Linked DNA regions of Pan troglodytes: region 1 is linked to region 2. The links are chromatin contacts, called in public Hi-C maps. All regions are on one chromosome and are shown on one strand. The core of a region is the stretch at or near the end of the contact, and the rest is flanking DNA. Distances in the headings are between cores, read along the strand shown. Region 1 holds the start of RECQL5 (RecQ like helicase 5). Region 2 holds the start of SMIM5 (small integral membrane protein 5).

What was found. Hi-C and Micro-C count contacts between places; a contact is called where the count stands out from the background.
Region 1: a contact with region 2 is called in a Hi-C map of stem cell-derived neural progenitor cells, with 1.5 times the contacts expected there. The contact joins the promoter of RECQL5 here to the promoter of SMIM5 in region 2. A contact is called at or near these places in 1 of 7 Hi-C or Micro-C datasets (stem cell-derived neural progenitor cells) and 1 of 1 datasets of contacts at active chromatin or transcription factors (stem cell-derived excitatory neurons).

The regions. Positions count from the first base shown.
Region 1 is chr19:88,665,990-88,669,410 of NHGRI_mPanTro3-v2.0_pri, forward strand. RECQL5 (RecQ like helicase 5) reads right to left here and starts at 1,969. Exons shown (of 20, transcript XM_009433296.4): 1 at 1,214-1,969. The coding sequence starts at 1,343. SAP30BP (SAP30 binding protein) reads left to right here and starts at 1,998. Exons shown (of 13, transcript XM_054670682.2): 1 at 1,998-2,257; 2 at 3,302-3,411. The coding sequence starts at 2,152.
Region 2 is chr19:88,632,738-88,635,955 of NHGRI_mPanTro3-v2.0_pri, forward strand. SMIM5 (small integral membrane protein 5) reads left to right here and starts at 1,479. Exons shown (of 3, transcript XM_003953188.4): 1 at 1,479-2,248. All of the region lies in intron 7 of RECQL5 (RecQ like helicase 5), which reads right to left.

The DNA of each region.
Region 1 (3,421 bases), core at 719-3,218, 34 kb after region 2:
TTGAAGTTGTTGAAAATTAAATGAGAATGTAGGAAAAGCACCTAGCAGAGTGTCTGGCACATGGGAGGGTCTCGATGTAATCCTAATTCCCCTCCTGTCCTTTCTATGAAAAAGGCAAGGATCCTGGGAAACTTGGATACATGCCCAAACCATTTCTAGTAATGGTTAAAAACAAGATTTAAAAAGTCTGGGTCAAGCGCAGTGGCTCACGCCTGTAATCACAGCACTTTGGGAGGCTGAGGCAGGCAGATCACGAGGGCAAGAGTTTGAGACCAGCCTGGCCAACATGGTGAAACTCTGTCTCTACTAAGAATACAAAAATTACCCAGGCATGGTGGCACGTGCCTGTAATCCCAGCTACTCGGGAGGCTGAAGCAGGAGAATTGCTTGAACCCAGGAGGCGGAGGTTGCAGTGAGCCGAGATCGCGCCACTGCACTCCAGTGTGGGCGACAGAGCAAGACTCTGTCTCAAAAAAAAAAAAAAAAAAAAAAAAAAGAAGTCTGAGTCTGCTGTGATATGGATGATTGAACTAAATAGCCATGAAAGCAGAGTACTGCTAGATGAGTGGGTACATCTGTGTAGACATGAGAGGACATTACTTAGAGGGCTTTTGTTTAGACATGTATCATTAATATTACATTGCTGCTCGCCTCTTGGCAACTTCCATTTGTCACCGTATCTCAGGTTTATAACATTATTACTCTTTCCTTCTCTATCTGGGACCAAGGCCACTCAACCTTCAACAAGGGAATTACCTAGGAGGCCAGTGACCGAGTTAAGTTACTCCTGCCACCCTCACTGTTGCTGTTCGTTTGTGTGTACAAACGAACAATAATGAGAATCTGAAGTGTTTTCAAAGACCATGTGTAAATCTAGCTATGAAATATAGACCAGCCGGGTGGTTCTGCCACTAAAACTACAAGCTTTGGGCCGGGCGTGGTGGCTCATGCTTGTAATCCCAGCACCTTGGGAGGCCGAGGTGGGATGATTGCCTGAGCCCAGGATTTGGAGACCAGCCTGAGCAACATGCCAAGACCCCATCTCTAATTAAAACAAATAAACGAAACTACAAGCTTTGACAACTCTAAAGATTTCCAAATCCAGTTATGGACCAAAGGTGAGGCAGTACGAAGGGTGAGGAGGAGGGTGTTCTGCCGCAGCGTTATGGTATAGCCAGCATAAATTTAAAGGAAGGTAGCTTGGTAATGTTACCTTTTACTACAGCCATGGTCGCACTCTCCTGTAAAGGCGTCTTAAAAGAGTCAAACCCAAAGACCTTCTTCAGCGTACTCCGGACTCGCCGCTCAGGGTCAAAAGGAAAGGTGGTATGGTGGCTGCTCATCTTAGCCAAGAACAGTGGCCAAAGGTTAAGGCAAAGGTAGTAAAAGGTTGCCACGAGAACCCTCTGTTTTGCATTAAAAATACAGATTATTTTTCTGTAACAATTTGCTATATTACACTTAAATAATGTATTATTTTTAAGTAATAAAGCTGAAGGTGAACTGCCTCAAGCAATACATTCCTGAGTAATTAACATCTCCACTTTTACGCTCAATGAAAATAAAAACATTGAACTATTCCAGGCCACGGTATAGCAGAGCTAGAAATCAGATCAAGAGAAGAAACATAAATGTCTTCAGAACAGCTTGGAGAACGGGGAACCGTTTTCCTAAGATCCACCACCTGCTCCTACTTCTATAAGCGCAACCACGACGACCGTGCTTCCACCCCGGGACCCCGAACCCCTTCTCCCGTCTTCCTGAGCCCAAGATCCGCAATTTTCTCTCTTGGCTGGCCGACACCTCCCTCTCTTCACCCTAAGATATCAGAACCGGCCGTGGTCCGCCCAAGAATTAAAGGCTGCTGGCTGGTTCCAGCACTGTTCGAAGACCCCTATACACAACCCCAACTCAGAGAAGCCAAAGCGCTGGTAATTGAGCTTTAGGCAGAACCCACGCAATCTTATATCCGTCGCGCAGTGATGACGTAGAACGCTGGCATGAGGGCGGAGCCAGGCTCAGGAAACTGCCGTTTTGATTGGTTTCCAGTGTGGCGCGGGGTCTCCTGGGATCCGAAAGAACCTGCCTTTCCGCCCGGAAGTCGGCGTCTTGAGTCATAGGAGTGAGCCACGCCCGAGCTGTGGGAATAAGATGGCGGGGAAGAAGAATGTTCTGTCGTCCCTCGCAGTTTACGCGGAAGATTCAGAGCCCGAGTCTGATGGCGAGGCTGGAATCGAGGCGGTGGGCAGCGCGGCTGGTAAGGCCCAAGTGCGAAGCTGGAAGGGGGAATCGGGTGTCTGCCCGGAATGCTGTACCCTCGCTGGGCGGGAGGGAACAAGATGGTCATTGTGCTCCAAGCACCGGACCCCGGAGAATGGTCCAGGGTCCGGGGTGAGATAGAGCATTAGAGACTGTGGACTAAGAATGAAGAATCTCCTTCCCGTTATTTCGATTAATTTGCCTAAACTTACTGAAAGACTCCGTGCCGGTTATAGTGATAGACAGAGGGATGGACGAAGAGGGAGCGGCTGCTCAGCCACTGCCTGTTTCCCCTGGGCTCGTTGTTTGATGAGGGAGAGCGATAAGTAAAACATACGTGGAAGATGGTAAAGATTGTGTTCGTTAACTTTATAACTTTTAGTTAGGAATGTGCCCTAAACACATCTTGGAGCTTTTAAAAACAAACGTATCTGATGCCCAAAGTGAGAGAACCTAATTCGGTAGAACTGGGGTAGGATGTGGGCATTTGTGAACTTTTTAAGGATCCCAGGTGATTTTTCTTATTTTGTGAGTTTTTAAAGCCTAACGGTGATGTTCTCCTCCTCAGGTTGAGAAGCACAATGTTAGATAATGGAAACAGATTTCTTTGGGAGAATAAAGAACAAGTTACCTAACAACATATCAGGACCTTAGCTTCCTCATCTGGAAAGTGAAGGGGATTGGATTAGGTTAGGTACTTCCATGTTTTGTGATTTTGTGTGGTCTCTTCCAGTCAGAAAGTTCTCTGATGGTTTCCTATGAACACTTTAGTGTTTATCTAGTGTTTATAGCATTAGAAACAGAATTTAGTACTCGGTTTTGTTCCCTGACCTTTTAATGATTTTATTCAGTAAATGCTGGCCTTCTCAGAGAGCCGAATCTGGGCCTATTGTAACTTAACATGAGATTTAGGTTCCCTTTGTATCTTCAGAGATAGTCTTGGCCACTCAAATCTCTGGACATTTTTTCTTACATTGTAACTCTTGTTTTTTTTTCTTGCTTTTTGTTTGTTTGTTTGTTTGTTTGTTTTTTAACCTTTCAGAGGAGAAAGGCGGATTGGTATCTGATGCCTATGGGGAGGATGACTTTTCTCGTCTAGGGGGTGATGAAGATGGTTATGAAGAAGAAGAAGATGAGAACAGTAGACAGTCGGTAGGTAAAT
Region 2 (3,218 bases), core at 229-2,728:
TCCTCCCCTCTGTCCTCTGGCAATGGGATGTAGATGCTGGCTCTGCCATGAAGGCTGTCTTTTGGGTGACACACTTCACCTCCTAAAGCCCATGCATTCCCTCCCATCAGTAAGATGGTGCAGAAAGGCACAGCCCTCACAGACTGAGCGAAGATGGCTGAGGTGATGTCTGAAGTGCATTACAGTACATTCATGCCCCATGGAATGACTGCACAGCCAACGGTGGTCCCCTACGATTCTAACACTGTATTTCTACTGTACTTTTTCTATGCTTATGTGTGCTTAGATAGGTGAATACCACTGTGTTACAACTGCATACGGTACTCAGGACAGTAACGTGATGTACAGGTTTGTGGTCTAGGAGCAACAAGCTGTAGCGCATGGCCTGGGTGTGTAGGAGGCTGTGCCGCTTGATTTTTTTTTCCTTCTCTTCCCTGGAATTGCTGTTTGATTTCCCTAAGTATACTCTGTGACCGCACAATGACAAGTTAAATTTCTCAAAACGTATTTGCATTGCTAAGGCAGGCATGGCTGTGTAGTAATATGTCCCATCATCAACCCGTGAGGGTGTCACAGGTGGGGCCTTTAGCCAGGGAGACGCAGCCTCGCCTGGAGTCCTCCTCTCGTCTTCCTCTGTCCCAACCCTGCTGCAGCCCTCCTGGGGTGAGCGGCCTCTGCCCATGCTGGGAGCAGGGAGCAGCCTCTGGCTGGCCCACGAGGCTCTGTCGCATCTCTGTTCCCTCTGCATGGGGGTGGCTGTCGACCCTTGGGGCAGCTGCAGAGGCCGCAAGAGGGGCCATAGCTCTCTCAGGCTCCTTATAAACAGCCATTCCTGCCACCAGGAACGTGGCACAGGGTAGGGAAGCCCAAGAGGAGATGCTGGAACACAGGCAGGGCTGTCTGGGGTGCCACATCCCAGGGACAAGAATAGCTGGCGTTAACTGCTCTAACTAGAACTCCTCCCAGTGTGAGCACTGCTGCGGCTGCAAGAAGCCCTTTGAGGGGCTGCGACCCCAAGGCGCAGGCTCAAGGATGCAAGGCTGATTGCAACACCCCGGTAAGGAAGCAAGGCCTGGCTGACTTTCTTTTAGCTGAGTGAACGCAGCTCTGAAGCCTGACCTGGGCTGGGACAGGTCACCAGAGGGCGCTCCTGCCCCCACTCTGCTCCAATGAGTAAATGCAACAAATGGTTCATCCCCAGGAGTCCGTGCGCCCGCACAGCGGCCGCCTGTCCAGCCTCTGGGAGGCTCTGGCATCCGAGTGGTGTGACCACATGGCTGGCTTCCTCCCCCTGCCCTCCTCAGGCCCTGACTCACTGGGGTTTTGTGCTCGGACTCAAAGAGCTCCATTGACAGCGGGGCTGGGGTCGGTTTCTCTCCACACAGCCTGGCCTGCTGGGAGGCACAACCAGGCAAATGTCACAGGGCCCGGCCCCTGGACTCTGGAGCCCTGCCCTGACAGCTGGGCCAGGAGTGCGGTCACAGCCCCAGCAGAAGGCCCTCACCTCACAAGGAACATGAGGCGCCTTGCCGGGCGCGCAGGCCACTCCCGGGTCACTCAGGATTCCAAGTTCTCCCCCAAGACGCCTTCAGATGCTGAGCGGCACAAGGGCCTCCCCAGGGACTGGTTGCAAAGCCTCCTGCTCAGCTTGGGAGGGCCACCAGCTCCCCACTGTTTACTGTTGTTCCTGAGAGAGGCCAGAGGGAGGGACCAGCCAGGGAGTGGCCAGAGGGACAGAAGGGGTGGCCTTCCTGAGGGCAGGGTGGGTGCCCCAGACCTGAGAGCGCTGCAGGACTCCCCTCCACAGGCTCAGGTGGAGCCTCCCCAGGGTCCTCCTGGCCAGGGAGGCAGAGAGCCGACTTCTTTCTTCAGCTCCCAACCCAGGCCCAGCCCACGGCGTGGGAGTGGGGGAGAGGGGGAGGAGGAGGAAGGAGGAGGAGAGAGGGAGCTTCTCTTGTCCCTGAGCAGCCCTCTCAGGGCAGAGGTGAGGCACCGGGACATGAAGTTGGAGGACAAGTTCCCAAGCAGGGCTTCCTCGGGCTCCCCCTCGCGACGGTAATTTGACACTTGGATCTCCAGGACGACCAACAACAAAAAAGCCAGGCAGAGACAGCAGCGGGCTGTCAGCAGAGGAGCTGGGCTGAGGCGCCCAGGGGAGCAGCGGCGCCCACGAAGGAAGTACGAGGACAGCACGTGGAGGCTCCGCGCTGGGGCACTGCTGCTCAGCCCCCAACACCTGAGCTCCCAGGTGAGTGGCAATGGCCACAGAAGAAGGGGGGACAGGGAGGGAGCAGCAAGGGTCCCCTGCCCCCAGGGTGAAGGGCCAGTCTACCATAAACACGGAGAGGTCTTGGGGGACATGCTGGGTCGCTTCCCTGCAGGGAAGTCAGCCAGCCTCCTGCACACACCTGCACTCTCCCTGCTGCTGGGACCCTGCACTAGGGGAGGGCTGGGGGCTCTGCTCAGAGCGCCTCCTGCTCCGCCTGCTGTGCAGCAGAGGGGCCCCGAGGGCCTGCTTATTCTGCAAGTTCATTTCAGCTCTTTTATTCAGGGGGCTTAAAAGAGGGATTTGGCTGTCCAGCTTGGGAAAGAATGGCTGCCGGCCTGCTGAGCCTCCCTTTTTCCCAGGATTAGGGCAGAGCCCTGTCGAGGTCAGCGCAGGGTCTGCCCAGCCAGCATGCGGCGCCCCCAGGATGCAGCAGGACTCTGCCCATCTGTGTCCTTTCAGGGGCTTGGCCCACTCACTGCTGGTGTTCTCAGCTCATGGCTCAGCCTGGGTCCTCCTCCCTGGGCCCATCTAGAACCCCATAAACTCCTAGATCTCCCTCTGGTGATGAGCCTTGAACACCAAACCAGGAACCTGGAGGACTGACTTTCAACTCAGGCTCAGGTGGGCAGAAGGTCACAGAAGCGAGGCTGGGAGGGACCACGCTGGCAACCGGGACCTCTGCTGTGCCACCGTGATGCACAGGCTGACATGACACCACCCCTAAGGAAGCAGGACCCGGCTGTTTGGTTCTTTGGGGAACATTGAGAGCAGCCCTCCTGGGCAGGGCCCGTGAGCCGAGGCTGCCTACTCCTCCTGCCTCCCCGTCCTCAAGCCAGCGTTAAAGCCACCACCCCCCATATGTTTTCCTCAAAGCAAACAAGCTGGCATCTAGTGAGAAAGAAAAACAATGACCCAGGGAAATGTGGAAACCAAGGACTAGCCCAAGTGT